Regions from separate parts of the Macaca mulatta genome. Here region 2 is linked to region 1. Evidence: chromatin contacts called from public Hi-C data. All regions are on one chromosome and are shown on one strand. Each heading gives the region's core, a stretch centred on a gene start, on an enhancer-like site or on the middle of the called end of the contact. The rest is flanking DNA. Distances are from core to core; before and after follow the strand shown. Region 1 holds the start of DENND6A (DENN domain containing 6A). Region 2 holds the start of SLMAP (sarcolemma associated protein).

Evidence for each region. A called contact is a pair of places that touch in the nucleus more often than the background predicts.
Region 2: a contact with region 1 is called in a Hi-C map of blood, with 3 times the contacts expected there. The contact joins the promoter of SLMAP here to the promoter of DENND6A in region 1. A contact is called at or near these places in 6 of 14 Hi-C or Micro-C datasets (CD4 T cells, blood, cortical neurons and 3 more).

Annotation. Positions count from the first base shown.
Region 1 is chr2:121,232,043-121,237,115 of T2T-MMU8v2.0, reverse strand. DENND6A (DENN domain containing 6A) reads left to right here and starts at 2,647. Exons shown (of 21, transcript XR_013414081.1): 1 at 2,647-2,942.
Region 2 is chr2:121,294,743-121,299,815 of T2T-MMU8v2.0, reverse strand. It overlaps SLMAP (sarcolemma associated protein), which reads right to left and starts at 2,307. Exons shown (of 21, transcript NM_001261125.1): 1 at 1,903-2,307. The coding sequence starts at 2,100.

The sequences.
Region 1 (5,073 bases), core at 1,398-3,897:
TGATGAACCATAAGAAGGTGTCAGTATCTTGTTCCTCAGCTCCTAGTAACAACAGAAACTGTGTGAAAATAGACTGTAAGGCAGAATGTCAAAGTTATGAAGGTAGAGGGAAATAAAGCCAAAGGTGCTTTGTTTTCCCTGGTGGTTATTCTGTTTCTGTGCATAAAGATTTAAGTAGTGTTTTTTTTTTTTCTCCCCAAACAAGTTTTTTACTTTTAAAATTCTCTAGAGCTTTGGTGTGCTTTCATTCTCTGGAAACTTCTGGCCCTCCTAATATGTTTTTTTCAGGGTACTGTATTTTGACAAGATTATCCTTAACCCAATATTATAAAGCGACATTTCACAGAATCGTAGTTTGTGTCTATGCACGAAAGAACTAGCCCTGTGGAACAACTAGTGTTCTTTTTTGGTTTTGGTTTTTGACACAGGGTCTTGGTGTGTTGCCCAGGATGGAGTAGAGTGGCACAGTAATGGCTCATTGCAGCCTTCACCTTCTGGGTTCCAGTGATCCTCCCACCTCAGCCTCTCAAGTAGCTGGAACTAGAGGTGTGTGCCACCATGCCCGGCTAATTTTTAATTTTTTTAAGAGACAGGGCCTCCCTATGTTGCCCAGGCTGGTCTCAAACTCCTGGACTCAAGCTATTCTACTGCCTCAGCCTCCCAACGTGCTGGGATTATAGGTGTGACCCACTGTGCTTGGCCACAACTGGTGTTTTGCGATCATTAATAATTAAGTAGCATCTGGTAAAATGGGTACATTAGGATAGCTTAACTTTTTCCAACAGTCAGTGAGGTGAGTTAGTAATCATCATTCCCATTGAGCAGAAACTGGGTTTTGGAGCAGCCTGCCCTACCATGATCGTGGGTGGAGCTGGCACTAGAATCCAGAACTTTTGACTTCCAGGCCAGTGTTCTTTCTAATACAAAAGGCTACTGTTCTTTCCTAATACTGGGTTTAGAGCCTTACTTGATCGCAGAATACAGTTTTTCCTCTTTTAACCACAGCGTTCTCTGGAGTAGGATGGCAGGCTACCTTGGTCAAAGACGTGACCTCTAACTTAAGTGCTGTCCCTAAGTTCATTTTTGTCTAAAGGAAGTCTCCAGCAAACATCACTACTGATGTGTGTGCATACCTGGACCACCTCCTTGAAAACAGGGACACTAACACTTGCTCCAAAAAATGAATTCTAAGAATGTTAAGAGGGCAGTATTTGTCAAGTGGAATGGATTTGACTGGGCAGTGCAGCAAAATGCTTAAGTTCTGCAGTGTTTTTTGTTTTGCGTTGTTTTTTAGAGACGCAGTCACGCTATGTTGCCCAGGCCGGAGTGCAATGCCTGTTTGCAGGCATGATCATAGCGCACTGCAGCCTAGAACTCCTGCTCAAGATATCTTCCTTGGCCTTAGCTGGCCTCAGCTTCCCAAGAAGCTGGGATTATAGGTGTGACACCTCGCTGGTTTACTCATTTTTCTGTTGAGGTATTATTGTGTGCTTCCTACTTTTACTATGCTATTTATACTTAACATAGTAGGTGCTGAATAAATACTAGTTAGTATCTTGGCTGGTCCCATAATCAGTAAAAACTGATCTCCGAATATGAAGCTGCTTGAGACCAGGCCCTTGCCCCAGTGCTCAGAGATCCACAGGTTGCTGTGGAGGCCAATCTGCCCAACCTGGAGTTCCAGAAAGGTCTGGGGATGTGTGTTGAGTGAGTCACAGCCAAACCAAGAAAGGTGGAGGTGGCGGGGTAGGGAGGCGTTGCTGCAGAAGAAACAGGTCAGTGAATGCACAGATATCTGAGTCAGCAAACTGAGTGAATCGCAAGGAGGTATCGGAGTTGTCATACTTGTTGGGCTAGTCATGTAACCTCCAGACTCTCCATTTCCTTATCTGTAAAAATAAGCAAATACTGTCTACTTATTTGCGATTATGTGAAGATTCAATAAGGTAATATTTGTAAATATTCGCATTTGTACTTGGCATATCAACTGGCACAAAGTAAGCATTCAATGTTAGCCACCGTTACCATTACGCTTTCATATTTTTTATTTTTGAGATGGAATCTCGCTTTGTCGCCCTGGCTGGAATACAGTGGCGCAATCTTGGCTCACCGCAACCTCTGCCTCCCGGGTTCAAGCGATTCTCCTGCCTCAGCCTCCTGAGTAGCTGGGATTTCAGGAGCGCGCTACCAAGCCTGGCTAATTTTTTTGCATTTTTAGTAGAGACGGGGTTTCACCATGTTGGTCAGGCTGGTCTTGAACTCCTGATCTGATGATCCGCCTGCATCGGCCTCCCAAAGTGGGCGCGTGAGCCACCGCGCCCAGCCTACGCTTTCATAATTTAATACCTTATAATAATTATGAACAGTGTCATTCCACGAATAATTTATTCCCTGGTCGTTGACTGCGAACGAGGTTGACAAAGATTCATAAACAACTGCTTCAGTCCCAAAGACGTTTCAGACAAGGTCAGGGCCGGCTTCACAATCCGAGACAAGCGGCGGCGTGACGTCCCCACGTCCGGTCCGGCCCGGGAGGATCTGCGCAGAGCCGCGCTCCCAGGGTCACGTGAGTCGCAGCCCCGCCCGGACTGAGTCTGTCCCCAGCGGCTGCGGCAGCGGCGTCTGCGCCTGCGCCTGCGCGGAGGCAAGCGCGCTCTGCGGCGCGGTCCGCGGTGGAGGCGGTGCGAACGGCCAGGGGGCCGCGGATGGCTTTGAGGGGCCCTGCGGGCTTGGGGCCCGGCTCTCGAAGGCCGTTGGACGAGGCAGTGGCAGGGGCCGTAGAGCGCGAGGCGCCGGCCCTTCTGGCGGCGGGAGGCGCGCCAGAGGACGATGAAGAGGACGATGGCCGTGGCCGGGGCCTGCTGCGCTGGGACGGCTTCTCCGCCTGGCTGCACTGCGTGTGTGTGGTGGGCTTCGACCTGGAGCTGGGCCAGGCCGTGGAGGTGAGGCCCGGCCCCGCCCTGTCTCCGCGCTCCGCCCCTGCGCCTGGGCGGCTGCCGCAAAGCCAAGCGCCCGCGGGCTGGCCGGCCTGGACCCCATCCGCCGCGCATCCGGGCGTGGCCAGTTTCCCCTCAGGCGCTCTTTCGGGCTGCAGTCCTACGGCACTTCCCGTGGGAGGATCTTGGGCTGCGGCTAGGGGTGAAAAGTTCTCTCTTAGGCCCTTCTTAAATACTTGTTGATGTTCATCCTGTTATTTCTTTATTTCTTTTAAACCCAGAGCCACAGAACTAACTAAAAGGGTTAGTAGCACCCACCCGAGGAAGCCTGCAGGCAGGATGTTTGGTACTTTTTCAAGAACAATGCTCCATAACTAATGATGAACTCTTAATAGCGGAACTTGCACAACCAATTTTTAAGGCTCAGGTTGTTTTGGTCATTTGTAGTAATTCATAGAGCTTTTCCCTCAGCCTGAGCCGAAATACTTATCTCAGCATACATTTTCTCCCGTTCCTCCTTTTGTGCCTCATTTCTGGTTGGTTGGTTGGTTTTTTGAGACGGGGTTTTGCTGTTGTTGCCCAGGCTGGAGTGCAATGGCGCGATCTCGGCTCACCACGACCTCTGAATCCCGGGTTCAGGCGATTCTCCCGCCTCAGCCTCCCGAGTAGCTGGGATTAGAGGCATGCGCCACCACACCCAGCTAATTTTGTATTTTTGGTAGAGACAGGGTTTCTCCATTTTGGTCAGGCTGGTCTCGAACTCCTGACTCAGTTGGTCTGACCCCCTCGACCTCCCAAAGTGCTGGGGTTACAGGCGTGAGCCATCGTGCCGGGCTTCATTTCTGTTATTTTTAAAATATTGCCTCTGGAACAGTTGGTGTGAAACTAATGTCAAGATGAATATAGGGAAAATCATTTGCTTGTGAATCAGTCAACTTTTCCATTCTTATTTATGGCCCCTTATCGAAAGACTTTAGAAACATCTATTCTTGACTTCGTTTAAGGTCTTTTTAGCATAAGGAATTGCTTGTTTTCATGTGTCCAAGAAAATCGTTATCAGAAGGGCGTTTGTTTAGATGTTTTTGTTTTTGGTATTGGTGACAGATTTCTATCTCATTCTGACTAGTGGCCTGGTTGACTAAGAAAACTGGCTAGGGGTGGTTTTTCTTAATGCCAAGCCACTGCTTTCGTATTCGGCCTGCCTTCTGGGTGTTTTAGTATAACACAGTTCAACATTAAGTTTCCACTAAGAACCAAGCATTATGTTAGTTGCGGAGCATACAAATAGGGTGTGCTCTAACCTATATTTGTAGATTGAGGCAACAATTTAGAGAACCAAGAATTAATCATAGTAGCTGATAAGGCCAAATGCAGTCCCTGGCACCTAGTGGCATTCTGTAAATACTTTTGATAGAATGGGTGAATATGTGAGCAATTCTTCTATCCTATTAAAGTAAGAAAAACAGTTCCCAAAGATTTTGAATAAAAGATTTATAAGCCATTTATTATTCACCTTGTCATGTTAACCTGAAGTTATATGTACAGCAAGAAATTTAACCAGAAAGCTTAAGAATGGGTTGTTGTAGTTGTGTTTTTAAATAGCTAAAGGAGATCCTTTTGGATTCTTATTATTTGGGACATTCTTTATGAATATTTTTGACCAGATAGACAGAAAACAGTGCTGCAAAAATGTGAATTATTAAAGGACTTATTTTGAATTTCATTTTCCATAATGTATGCCACTGTATAGAGTTTTTTTAGGTCAGGAGTTCTTAACCTTTTGCTTCCTGGATCTTTTAAAAATACAAACATTGTGAACTTTCCACTAGGAAAAGGCTGAGTAAACGAAATCATGTATGTGGTTCCATGGACTGTCTGGGTTTATCCATGGACCTTCTGTTCCATTGTCCCCACATTAAGCATCACTGGTTTTAGAAGGTGTAGGATGAGGGTGGGGAAGATTCTCTAATAAAGGAAGGTCGAGGCTGCAGTGAGCCATATTCGTGCCACTGCACTCAAGCCTGGGTGACAGATCGAGACACTGTCCCCCAAAAAACCCCTAACAAAACCCAGACTGTAAAGCTGGGCTGCCTAGGTTAGAATCCAGGTGACTTTGGGCAAGTTACTTAGCTTGTTT
Region 2 (5,073 bases), core at 1,058-3,557, 63 kb before region 1:
AGTGTTTAATCAAAGTGCGTTTGCAGAGTATGTACCGTGAGCAAACCTGTTGTCTAATTAGTTTAGACCTGTTGCCCAAGAACATAAAATGGCAAAAATGTAAAAGCTGGTTGAGTTAAGGCACTACTTAGTAGTAAACTGATATTTAAATTGAACTGCTGGAAAAATGAGCTCTATGAATATTCATTTTAAAGAATTATGAGGGCCAGGTGCGGTGGCTCACGCCTGTAATCCCAGCACTTTGGGAGGCTGAGGCAGGCGAATCAACTGAGGTCAGGAGTTCGAGACCGCCTGGCCAACACGGTGAAACCCTGTCTCTATTAAAAATACAAAAGTAGCCGGGCGTGGTGGCATGTACCTGTAATCCCAGTTACTTGGGAGGCTGAGGCAGGAGAATCACTTGAACCTGGGAGGCAGAGGTTGCAGTGAGCTGAGATAGCACCACTGCACTCCAGCCTGGGTGACAAGAGCAAAAATCTGTCTCAAAAAAAATTAGGCACCCTACGTTCAGCTTGGGGGTAGGGAGGAAGGGTCTGCTCCACAGGTAAATGACGATCTGGTGTTATACAGAAAAGTTAACATATTCTTCAGTTCTCATCCTACACTCCTACACGTAGAATAAAGTATAGATATTATGCAGCACACAGCACTTGGACAATCTTTTCCTCCTTTCTTCAAAAAATAATTTACAAAATAATTCCTTAAATCAGTAGCTGCCGAAGTATCATTTTTTTCTCTTCCTTTTAAGGCTCAGGTTTCTTTCATTTCAAAACATATTCTTGAAGACTTAAGTTCTTCCTTTAAGAAAGATTTAATTATTTAACTCAGAAAGAAGGGGCAAAAAGTCAGGAGGTGAAACCTGAGACAGTCCTATTAGTCTTACATAACTTAAAGTTGGAACTGATTCAGTAGCTCAGCTAAAAACCTGAGGTTTAGGCACAAAGATGAGCTCTTTAGTATACTATCCATAAACATAAATAAACAGTTTTTAAAAATGGAAAGGATCTTAATTTCTTTCATTTCTTAAAAGCACATACGTGTATAGTAACTTACGATACTAACATAAAAATACTAAATTGATTACGCTTAAAATGAAAAGCACTGAATTCATCCCATCACATTTAAGTAATGCTATAATTGACAGAATAGGGTATAATTTCAGAAAATAAGTTTATTTCCTAACACTAACTTTTGAATAGCACCTCTGTAAGAATGCACTAAGTACTTAATAAGTGCTGCAGGGAACATCAAAAAGTGATTTTCAAACGCAGTATGTGTATGTTCTCCAACTTGTAAAAAACACTCTGAAAATATATAAAGTTACAATTGTTCATGCTTAATTAAATTAGCTTTGATTATTGCAAATTATTCCTTCAAGAGCAAGTATGTATCAAACCTTTCAAAAATCTTAGGTTTATACCAGCAATTGTCCTTACTAGAAAGGTCCTGATCTGAACTCACCTAAAGCTATGTGTTAACTACATTTCACTACTAAGACACTTGAGCCCTGGGATAATAATGGCCACAGATTCCCCGAATTGCTCTGACAACTCCTGCTTGCTTAATAAAGCGCTGAACTGTGAATTCACCTTTCCAAGCAGACTGAAAGCAAGACGCCAAGTTTCACTATCTAGTTTGGTATTTCACTGGGAATGACCCCGTTATCAAGATGCCATAGACTTCCTGAGGCTTTTAATTACAATACCTTCTCTGTTTTCCATTCAACCACCTCAATCAAATTTCCACTAGAACCAGGCACCCAAACAGTTGTTTCGTGGCTTTGCGCAAAGCCTCTTCTGGATGCAAACCCTGGGATCCTGCATACATTAGGCCTCTCAGAAAGGGCAAAGCGGGGGAAACAAGTTTGTTAAACAATGCCGCTGGACAACGTGGTGACATTACCTTGCCCGTCTTGTGATCAAACCAGACGAGAGCGTGGTTCCTTGACAGCACTTTGCAATCAAAAGTGGCATTATTCTGCGCTGGTCGACAGCGGGCCACTGAGCGGCCGATTTTGATGGGCTCGTCCAGGTAGACATGACGCTCCTGAAACGGGTGCGAGTTCGGGCGGCAAGTGAAGATGGCCAAGGCTGACGGCATCGAGGATAGACTGGGGGTGTCTCTCCTACCAGGAACAAAGAGGAGTTCCTCTGGATCCGGACTGCCCTTCACAAGCCTATCCCCCTATCCCACCCAAAATTTTAAATTAACACAAACTGCACATTGTCTAAGCATAACCAGTGAACATCAACTCTTCACTTGGGTGGGAAGACAAGCCAGCGCAAGCCCCATCACCTCCTCTAAAACCCAGCAGCGCCCTGATCACAAAAAGTCCCCAACTGGCAGCTTTCAGTCCATCTTCTTCTCTGGGAAGAAAAGGCTCAAACATCGGGCAGCTTCCGCCAAGAAAACTCCTGGAACACAGTTTGGGGACTGGAGGTATCCAAGCAGATGAGTCACACGCCAATTCTTGTGTTTGGTTTGAGATCGCGGCCGCTTTTCCCCCTCGGTGGCGGAAACGTTGCAGCACTGCAGCATGAAGGAAGGGTCGGTTCGGCGCGGCCAGGAAAGTCCTTTTGGGCCGAAGGAAGGTGTGGCCGGGCACCTCTGGGCAGTCACCGCCCGTCCTTGCCCGCAGTGTAGAGGCTCTAGACGGCCGGCGGGACAGTCTGCATCGCCCCTGCTGCGCGGAGGCCGCCCCGGGAAGGGGGACGCGGTCCCCGGCCTGGCACGATCCGAGGCGGCGGTGGCTGAGGTCCTCCGCGCGAGGCGTGGAGGCCGGCAGGGCGCGGGCAGTAGCCGAGTCGGGACTCCCGGGCACCTGGTGAGCGTCCCCGCGACCAGGGCGGGGACCCGGCTCCGCAGGCCGGTGCTGACCGAGCGAGGCGCGACACCGGGAGGCGCGGGTTCCCAGGCGGCAGGAAGTTGGTCCCCGGACGCCTGGGCTCCTGTCCGCCGCTCAGCACATGGGCCGCCTCCCCTCAGGGTCGCCCCCGCGAGGGTCGCATCTCAGGGACGGCAGCCGCAGCTCCCGGCGGACGAGAAGGTGGGGGAGGGAGACTGGCCCGGAGGTTGGGGAGAGGCCTGGAGGCCCCGGGCTGGGTCCGCCGCAGCCTCCACCGATCGCGGCCGATGGGGCAAGCTCAAGCTGCGCCCGACGAGGCAGGAAACTTTCCGACCTGGTGGGGAAAATATCAAAACAAACGGCCGTCAGGCGCCTCAGCCCGCCAGCCTCAGCCCTCGGCTCCTCCAGCCAGACCCCCGCCAGCCCCCACCGCTAGGCACTACCTCCGCCGACCTCTCCGCAAGGAGGCTGCGAAGATTTGGAGCCAGGACGCCACGACGGGTGCTACCTCCTTAGCCGCCACCGCCGCCTCAGCTTACCTTGCCAGCGCCGGCCGCCATAGTGACTCTGACTGAAACCTACCCGGTGCACCGCCACGGGAACGCGCACCCTTCAAGGGCCCTCCTACCCCCTCTCCCGCGCCGTAGTCCAGGAATGTCACGTGAACGAAGCCACGGAAGCCGTGTTGGTAGAGGGCAGAAAAAAGGGCAAGCTAATTTTTAACAGGCCTCCAGGCGCCATCTTAGTTAAGGGCTGGAAGCTTCAAACCTCGGGACAACCTTAACGACCATTTTGGTTAAGGGAAAGAACAATTTGCGCGGTAGAAGGTTTTCTAAACAAACAGTACCACTTTCTTATTTTATCTACTTAGCAAGGAGGTGCCAACTTTTACTAAATTTTATTCTCTTTAATTCTCAATGAAAATACTAGCGAGCAAAAGAATAGACCCAGCCAAAGGGGATGGTCATCAGCAGCCATCTTAGCTGTGGGCAACACAGTCACCCGCAGCTGTCTTAAGTGTGAGCAGTCAAATTCCCTCAAGTCTTAGGATTTGTGCACCTAACAGAAGGACCATCCTCCCCTCTGCTAAACTCGTTGTGTTTTCTTCCCGGAAAAACAAAAAAATCTTAGTTCCCGCATTCCGTTTCGAATGACAGTCCTCACTGAACCTATTAATGTGCCCCAGGACTCCCGCGCGGATTTTTCGACAGAAGGAGCGTTCAGAAAGTTTAAAATCATGTTTCTTCCAAAGAGAGATTGAACAATTTCCAAAGTGAAGAAAGAGGGTATTTCCCCCACTTACAATATCAAGATGAGGAGTCATTGGTCTAAAGAACAAAGATTTTGCAAGAGCTAAATGAAAACTCAAGAAAAAATAGTGAGGAGTCTTACTCATTTCTATTCAAAGGTGACTTCATTCTTCAGATTCCTGCAATAACAGGCTCCACCGCAGTGTGACCTTAAGCAAGTTTCTAAACTTTTTCAAGCCTCTTTTTTCTCATGGATGACATGTTAATAATAGTTAATTCACGTGGTGTGGTGAGACTTCAAAGTGTTAATCCATGTTGTTCAATAAAGAGTAGCAATTACGCCGGGCGCGGTGGCTCACGCCTGTAATCCCAGCACTTTGGGGGGCTGAGGCAGGTGGATCACTTGAGGTTGGGAGTTCGAGACCATCCTGACCAACATGGAGAAACCCTGTCTCTACTAAAAATACGTAATTAGCCGAGTGTGGTGGCGCATGCCTGTAATCCCAGCTAGTCGGGAGGCTGAGGCAGGAGAATCGCTTGAACCTGGGAGGCGGAGGTTGCAGTGAGCGAACATCCTGCCATTGCAGTCCAGCCTGGGCAACAAGAGTGAAACTCTGTCTCTCCAAAAAAAAAAAAAAAAAAAAAAAAAAAAAAGAGTAGCAATTATTCATTTCAATACTTATATATAGACAGTTTGGCTGTGTCCTAGGTTTTTGCTGGGCCCTGGGGGCACATAAGTGAACCAAACTTCAATTCCTGCCTTCTGAGAGCATAATGGTATTGTGGGTTAGAGATGGGGGTAGAGAGTGACAAACGTAAAATTGATGTAATCAGGGCTAAGATAGAGGCAGGCACTAGCTGCCTAAGGGGTCAGGGATGGTCTGGGAGAAGTGACTGAACTGAATGAAGGAAGATAAGAAAACCACAATAAATATGGTATTCGCTGAATGGTTTCATGAATTTCCACGAACACGGATA